Regions from separate parts of the Hordeum vulgare genome. Here regions 2 and 3 are each linked to region 1. Evidence: chromatin contacts called from public Hi-C data. All regions are on one chromosome and are shown on one strand. The core of a region is the stretch at or near the end of the contact, and the rest is flanking DNA. Distances in the headings are between cores, read along the strand shown. Region 1 holds the start of LOC123411301 (tRNA N(3)-methylcytidine methyltransferase METTL6). Region 2 holds the start of LOC123411497. Region 3 holds the start of LOC123407428 (THO complex subunit 4D-like).

Region 1 (2,689 bases), core at 84-2,583:
CAGCGGCCGGCATGAGCGGCGGGAGGAGCACCCTGGGAGGATGATAATATCCATGGCCGCCGACGAAGACAAGACTAGCTATGGCTTGGAAAGAGGAGAACGTGGAAAAAGCTATCTATTCGGCGTTTTATTCGCTTGCTCAGTTTTAAAAAAAGAGGTCAGGGGTTCTTTTTTTTAGACAGAGATAATACTGTGGTTTTGAAGATACCATAGTATTAATACTAATATTTTTAATGATTGCCAAACAGGTTAGACTAAATTAAACTGTAGTATTCCTAGAAAACTTAGAAAATACTTTGCTATCAAAGGTATAATGTATAGTACTTTACTTTTCCAAAGCTTATGGGTGAAGAAAAAGCAGAAAATGAAAAAAAACGCACAAGAAAAAAATGATCATCTAACACACAGGGTGCAAGATCATAACCGTAGTTATAAACATATCATGTTATTTTGTCAAAGCTAGACGAAGATATGTTATTTTGTCAACTCCCCTAAGTTCAGTCTGCTGTAGATAGCAACACTGTATCTCTATGGATATCGCTAGTCTTGATCCTACTAACAAGATGCTGCTGACAGGATGCACATCATAATTGCCCCTTAGTAAAAGTTTCCATTCCATAAGAATGAACAAACGAACAATCTTCTGGTATTTGTGAATTCGGTGATAATATGGTACAAAATGTCAAAACACTGCTAATCAGGAATCGTTTCATTCCAGTCGCTAATTTGACGCTTTAGTTATAGTATCTCTTCACTCATGAAAAAATTGGGAAAGGAAGTAATCTAGTCTGTCTTCACTGCTGTCTTGTCTAGCTGCACGGCTCAGCTCCCAGAAACGCAGTCGTTTCCCCGGTAAAGAAATGCAACCTTGCACTAGTCCATGAATCCATGTGATCTAGTGGGTCGCATTGCTGCCGAATTGATGATAAGTAAAATACAAATAGAAGCAAGTGTTATGCGCAAGGGGCCTAGGAGAGAAGGGGGAATCAGCAACCTTGAAGAACCTGCCGGAGGCGTGGCGGCGGTGGAAGCTTCTCCAGGCCTCCGATGATGGTGGCTGCGGCGAGGCGGTGGTCGTGGGGAAAGGGGACAGGTGGTAGGAGAAGGAAGGGTTGGCTTCCACATCCGCCCGGAGGTCCTCCCACTCGAAGTCGTGGCAATGGTACTCGGCCTCCGCCTCTTTCTTGGTGCACCCCACTTCACCACCGCCGTCCATAGCAGCCACCGTCTTTCTTCGCTGCGACCTTCGGCGAACTCGCCTCGATCGGTGGCGGCGGCGCTCGGTCGGCGATGAGGAAAGAACTGCTGGCTGCGTAGTAACGAGGAAACGGCGGCCGTCGGCCAGCGAGGCCAAGATTGGAGACCTGGATCAGATCTGGCCAGACGGGCCGTGCCAGCTGGTCCGGCACGGCCCAGGCTGAATGGGCCGTGCCTGCGCCTGGAAGCTGGGCACGCGGGCCGGCATGGTATACCCAATTTATTTATTTTATATTTTTTGAAGCACAGCCTATATATGTGTGACCTAAAAACAGTCCAATAAGCTTAAAACACAACACAGCAATCTAAAAACCATGCAACACAGCGTGCTAAACATGTCACAGGCCAACCGTTTACTAAATGTGTCGTCACAGGCCAACCCGTTTACTAAATGTGTGGTCTCATGCCAAGCACGATTACGCTTAGTAGATCTGTAGGTCCAGATCAAGGACATATCCGGTGAAACGTTCAGGGACATATGAAATGAAATGCCATGCATCTCAATTCTAGGGGGGAAATGTCATTTTGTTTAGAGGATATGCATTTTTTTTAATTAGGTTTGAGCTTCTTTGAAATATGAAGGGTAAGAAACAATCTACATAGAAATATGAATTCATTCTTACAAATCAAAAGGGATTTAAGGAAGAAAAAAAACTGTATAAGAATCATATAGTATACAATTCCAACAAAATTCTTGTAAACCAAAGGAGTATCATTTTCCCCTTTGATAGCCCTTAGATCAAGGAACTCCACACACCCATAGACCGGGAGCAACTAACAAAGGAGCGCTTGTTTGGAAGCCTCCCAATGATCACTCTGAGCAGCCGCCACTTGACGTGTTCTCAGTCACCGTCACGTGTTGCGTCTTGGGCATTTTCTTTGGATTTTTTCTGCACGCGTTTCAACTTTTTAGATGGCTTTTCTTGGCTTTTCGGTTTTTCATTGGTCTGTTTAGCTTTTGAACAAACAAATAATTCAAAAAAATACGCGAAAAATGCATTTTTTTTCCTCGAGAGGCACAATTTTGGTTCCGTGAAAGGCACATGTTTGCTTTTGAGAGGCACGACAGTGCCTCTCAGAAATGGAAAAGATGTGTTTTCTTCTTTTTCCTTCCTCAAAAGGCACGGCTTTGCTTCAACGAGAGGAACGGATTTGCTTCTACGAGAGGTACGACCATGTCTCTTGAAAACAAAAAAAACACCTATTATTATTTTTCTTCCACGAGAGGCATGTATTTTCTTCCGCGAGAGGTAGGATTGTATCTCTCGGAAACAAAAAAACACGTTTTTATTATTTTTCTTCCATCAGAGGCACGGATTTGCTTCCGCGAGTCGTGCCTCTCGGAAACGAAAAAAACAAGGTTTATTATTCTTTATTTCTTCTGCGAGAGGCACGTGTGTGCCTCTCAAAAACGAAAAAACGTGTTTTTTCT
Region 2 (2,689 bases), core at 109-2,608, 880 kb before region 1:
TAATCTTATCCTATCAGCGGGGCACCTTTCCTCACAGCACAACTTCCGCTGCCTAATTCCTAACGTTCGGCACAATCAAACTAGTTCAGCTTTCACAGACATTCCAATCACGCCACAAGCAAAGCACATTTGACCAAATCGCTCACCCTCGTCTCACCCCAACAATTCCAATTTCCAATAGTCCGGGTCAAAAGTTTCCAATAGTCAAAATATTCGAAGGCAGCAAAATTGAACAGGTAGGTAATGGTTGACCACGGGGTAGCTGGTACCTGCAGCACGATAGAGTAGATCACGTCGGCGTACTTGACGGCGAGGTTGAGAGACATGCACCGGGCCGGCGCGAGCGCGTAGCACCGTATGTGGCTCCTGGGAATATTGCCGAACGCCTTTCGGTTGTTGACCACCAGCACCGTCATGAGCGCGGCGATACCGGAGCCGAGCGAGTGCCCGGCGAAGATGAGCTTGCAGTCAGGGCCCTGCTGGCGCAGCAGCTCCCGCAGCGTCTCCGTCTCCCTCTCCAGTATGAACTGGGCCGCCTTGAGCAGCCCGTGGTGCACGTAGCCGCCGTCGAACATCTGCATCCCGAGCTTGTTGTCCATCAAGACCTGCAACGAGCGACGGAATCGAACGTGTTCACATTCCGTTCCCGCGGAGAAGAAATCATGCGGGTCGCTGGAATCGGGGATGGGAAGCGGGTCACGGGCGCGGGCAGTACCTTGTAGTCGGCGTTGCGGACGAGGTTGAGGCCGCGGACGGCGAGGACGACCTCGTTGCGGCGGCGGTCGACGTAGACGACGTAGGGCGGGCAGGCGGTGCCGACGTCGTCGTAGGTGGTGCGCTTGTGGAAGCCGTCGCCGTCGATCTGGGTGTAGCCGCGGCTGGCCGGCATGATCTTGGGGTTGGCGAGGTCCTCCTCGGAGATGGCCATGATGATCTGGCAGATGCGCGGGACGGGCTCGAAGTCGTCGGGCGAGGCCGGCGGCCAGGTCTCGCTGTCGTAGGCGCCGATGTAGGTGAGGCGCTTCCACGCCCAGCGCACGCACCCCACGCACAGCACGCACTCCAGCCCGCAGGACACCGACATGGCTGGCCGCCTCCCCGCGGCGCGGCGCGCCGGCGCTTGGACTGCTGGCTCTGTTTGGTTGGGTGGCTGCGCGGCGCGGCGTGGGCTGGTCTTTGTGGTGGTCGTCTGCGGTGGCCGGCCGGGCCGCCGCTGTTTTTCTATTGGATTGCTTGCCTTGGTTGTTCCGGAAGCGACGAGGTTGAGGCGTTGAGCTGGAGGGGGTGGGGGGGAGTGATGTGAGATGCCGCTGCGCTGTGCGCGCACTTGGCTTGGCGTTGGGGAGGGGTCGAGTTTTGCTGGCTTTTTCAACGCGGCTGCGCTCCGCGGGAGAGGCCGTGGACCGCCGAGGATTTTGGTCTAAAACGGCAGGAGGAGACGACCAGCTGCTTCCCCGCAACTTCGGGTTCACCTTCTCACCCGTGTCCATTCATATGTGCCGTAATTTCATCAGAGTTTATAGGAAAAGAGCTGTACCTCGCAAATCCGGCCTTTAAACCCTTGCAAACGCGTCCGGACATGTCTGCGTACACTGGTCGGTCACGTTTTAAATAATGCATTTTATATCTGAATATTTTTCATACTAGGATCCTCAAATCCATAAAAATGCATGTAAGATATGAAACCTATGTACTGTACTACGTAGAACCTATCTACTCCTCGTCGAAGATGTCGATAATCTCCATGCCCTCCGGCAGATAAATGGCCGCATGTCGCAGCTCCGCCGCTTCCGGCGCGTCCGAGTGCTCCGTTGCGGCCTCTTCCGCCTCAATATCCACGTCCAGTTCGTCGAAGAGGCCGTCGGCATTCGCCTGCCTCTGTCGGATGAGCCGACGGTTGGCCTACACCTTGGCCTCATCCCGCATGGAATCCAGGATGGCCTACTGCTCCGCCATCTCCTCCGATTTGGCAACGACGAACTCCGCCTCCGCCTCTGCCATGCTCAAGTCGGGAGCCTCCTCTTCCGGGTCATCCTCCTCTATGGCCTCTGGTTGCTCCTCCTCCTGTTGTTGCTGCTCCTCCTGTTGCTACTATTGTTCCTCCTCCTCCTCCTCCGTCTCTGGCGGGTACGGAGGGAGACCCGCAGCGATGCGGGCGGCGCGGCGAGCCTGGATCTCCACCTCGATTTGCAGGCGGCGCTCCTGAGTGAGCTACGCGTAGGTGGTGATGAGACGTCGGACCATCCTGACGGAGAGGGAACTACGAGAGGAGGCGGACGGGGTCGGGTGGCGGCGGAGAGAAGGAGGAGATGGATGAGCTAGGGATGGGGACGTCAGTCGGCTTAAATAGCCGGCCCCGACCTCGGGCGGGGAGCCGGAGCGACACCACCCGCGTTCACACCGTGCCGATGGTCGAGGAGCCCGTCGGGCCGTCGGTTTTCCCGTGAGACCAAGCCGTCACACCGACGTGGCCGAGCGCGCCCGGGCTCCCCCATATCCGCCCCATATTTGGGCTGGAAATGGGGGGTGTCGGTCAGCCCGGGCGTTTGAAGCCTATTTGAGAGGCTCGTCTGGGTCGCAATTTTGTGACCGGGCGGCCTGTCCGGGCGTTTGAGGAGGGTTTGAGGGGTCTAGTTTTAGATGCTCTAAGAGCATATACTGCCACGAACACAGAATCGAGGCACTCGAA
Region 3 (2,689 bases), core at 106-2,605, 540 kb before region 1:
TCAGATATAATTATAAAAGAAGAATGTAAGCTTAGTACTCTGACATTAGCTCTGTCCAGTGTTAAACCCGTAAGCATCAGTGACAATGGGTCCACATTTCTTGCGAAGTAAATTCCCGCGGGGTCGCGGGGTTATACAAATGCCATCAATAACAGTCGAGCGTCGATGAGCTACAAGTAGATAGGCGATAAGAGTGTAACCCATAGTGAACATTTCCAGCCACCCCCTCTGAAATCTGAATGCAAACGGGAAGCATTCATAAAGTCAACTCACAAGCTCCATCAAGCTGGCACCACATAGAGCACCAACTTTGCCGCTGTATATCGCTGGTGTGTTACAGGCAAAGTGACCAACTAATCGATTGGATCCAATTTCAATGCCGTTGCATCATTTCAACTGACAAATCTGCAAGACTATCAATGGTAGGGACTGCCAGGGGAGATCCCATGGGCTGGAGTCGCGATCTCTGGAGCTAGATGGCCACCTAGCAGTGGCTGTGTGAGAAGAGAAGCGGCGGGGGAGCAACCCAAAGCACGCACCGGTGAAGGCTATGAGGTCGGGCCTCTCCGCTTCGATGAGTCGGCGCAGGAACCGGGTCGTGTTGAGGTCGGAGCAGCGCGCGCCGCCGACCTCCGGCGCCACGTCCCGGCAGCGCGTGGCGGTGCCGTTGCCGAAGTGCATGTCCGCTACCTGCGAGCAAGGGTCAGCGGGCGAGGCGCGAGCATGCAGGGGAAATCAGGCGAGCGAGCGAGCGAGCGAAGGTGCCGACCTGGAGGATCTTGAAGGCGCCGTCATGGCGGAAGCGGAGGGGCAGGGAAGGGGACCGCTTGACGCGGGGCACGGCGGCGCCGGGGTCCAGCAGGGCGGAGAAGCGGAGGAGGACGAAGGCGAGGAGGCAGGGGACGAGGAGCGAGAGGAGGCGGGTTGATTACCTGAAACATCAGGGAGTTTTTCGAAAAATGCAAAAAACGGTTCGGCTGTGACTACAAGATGGACCGCGGGTTGATTATCTAAAACTATGAGGGCTTTTGTGTAAAATGACAGGAAACGGTTCGTTCTTACTTAAAATTGGACTACGGATTAATTACCTGAAACTGCGAGGGTTTTTCTGCAAAATGACCGACTACGGACCATAGAAGCGCTGCGCGCTTTATTATTAGGGGAGACTTGTTGAGACAAAGAAAGCTTCGCTAGCAATTCGGCCGGCCACTGCGTCGATCGCTCCGGCAAACCCTGTGCGAAGCGTCGACATTACGAGGTGAGCGGCGTATAGGATTTTCCTCCCTCCCCTTGCCTAAAAAAAAAAGTTATCTCCCTCCCACCGGCAGCAAATAAAAGCAGAGCCCAATCCCCTGGGACCCGCACCAAGTCGTCTTCCTCTTCCACCCCTAGAAGGAAGTCGTCTCTCTCCTCTCAACTCCGGATCCGCCCTCGCCCCGACCCTCCGTCGGCAGACCTCGCCGAGGCGCAGACCGACAACGACACCGCCGCCGTCAAAGGCCCATAGATCTGAGCCCCCCTCGCCCTCCCTTCCGCGCTTCCTGCCAACGACCGGAGGAGAAGAATTCCCCGCCCCACAGATCCAGGATCCGCCCGCCGCCGGAGAGCCCTAGGGGGTCCCCCCCAGGCCCAGAGGTGACTTCCCCGCCCTTCTGGAACTACGGTAGCATTGGCATCAGTACGAGTATACTCCGTTGGTTGAGTCACTAACATGCGCAAAGCCCTAGCGCGGTTGGATCCCGCGGGCTCTTGGCAAACGCGGTGCATGTTATTGGCATGAACGGGTGCCGGATTTTTTTTTCCAGCTCAGTACCGCTTATGGGAACCCCCGATAGTGAGGCTGCCTAGATTAGGCGATATGGTAGTGCCCATGGTGTCGATTGGTTGCTTCTTAGAAGAGTAAGATAAGAAGGGGTAATGCAGAGATCTAGCCAGGTTGTCCTAGTGAACCTGATGTGTTCTACAAATTATGTTTTGGGGTTGTTTGCGGCAGACTGCGATAGCCGATAAGGACTACTATGCCCGGTGTACCTGATAAACTAATTGTTAGTGTAATCCTGAATGTCATCGAAAACTTCGAAGAAAGTGAAGTTAATAAGCCTACTATTCTTCGTACCACAGTGTATTTGTTGGACGAGCACAATAGTAGCATAGTAGGAAGTTTGGAAGAGCTGAACTTTTCAAAATTGTATTGTTCTGCTGCTTATGGGGTATGGTTCTTTTTCTCAACTAGTGGAAACCAATGACCTTATATCCAGTTTTTTTCCCCTATCTGTGCGTGCATATTTGTTACTCTGCTTGCTTGCACCACATCAGTACAATTGAGCAATACATAATATTAAACTTCTTTGTCCTTTTTGCAGGGCTTTCTCCCTATTGAATCTCAAGTTTTCATTGAAATGGAGGCAGCTTTGGATATGTCACTCGATGATATGATTAAGAGCAGAAGTGGGAGGGGAAGAGGAAGGGGAAGGGGACAGAGAGTTGGTCGAGGCAGAGGTGATGGCCAAAGGTCAGGCAGAGGTGATGGCCAAAGGCTAGGCCGTGGTTTAGGCCGTGGACATGGCGTTGGAACCTTCCGTGGAAGGGGAGTGCCTTCACAAAGGCCACTTGGTGTCAATACTCGCTCGTCATCGTATGCTATTGCCAAGGCAAGCACAAAATCATCGCTGTTTTTCTGTATACCCTC

Evidence for each region. Hi-C and Micro-C count contacts between places; a contact is called where the count stands out from the background.
Region 2: a Hi-C map of seedling shows a contact between it and region 1, with 4 times the contacts expected there. The contact joins the promoter of LOC123411497 here to the promoter of LOC123411301 in region 1. A contact is called at or near these places in 2 of 6 Hi-C or Micro-C datasets (leaf and seedling).
Region 3: a Hi-C map of leaf shows a contact between it and region 1, with 6 times the contacts expected there. The contact joins the promoter of LOC123407428 here to the promoter of LOC123411301 in region 1. A contact is called at or near these places in 4 of 6 Hi-C or Micro-C datasets (leaf and seedling) and 1 of 1 datasets of contacts at active chromatin or transcription factors (embryo).

The regions. Positions count from the first base shown.
Region 1 is chr7H:109,845,898-109,848,586 of MorexV3_pseudomolecules_assembly, reverse strand. It overlaps LOC123411301 (tRNA N(3)-methylcytidine methyltransferase METTL6), which reads right to left and starts at 1,333. Exons shown (of 8, transcript XM_045104232.1): 1 at 995-1,333. The coding sequence starts at 1,216.
Region 2 is chr7H:110,725,616-110,728,304 of MorexV3_pseudomolecules_assembly, reverse strand. It overlaps LOC123411497, which reads right to left and starts at 1,358. Exons shown (of 6, transcript XM_045104455.1): 1 at 716-1,358; 2 at 270-605. The coding sequence starts at 1,084.
Region 3 is chr7H:110,387,779-110,390,467 of MorexV3_pseudomolecules_assembly, reverse strand. It overlaps LOC123407428 (THO complex subunit 4D-like), which reads left to right and starts at 1,355. Exons shown (of 7, transcript XM_045100561.1): 1 at 1,355-1,635; 2 at 2,364-2,651. The coding sequence starts at 2,400.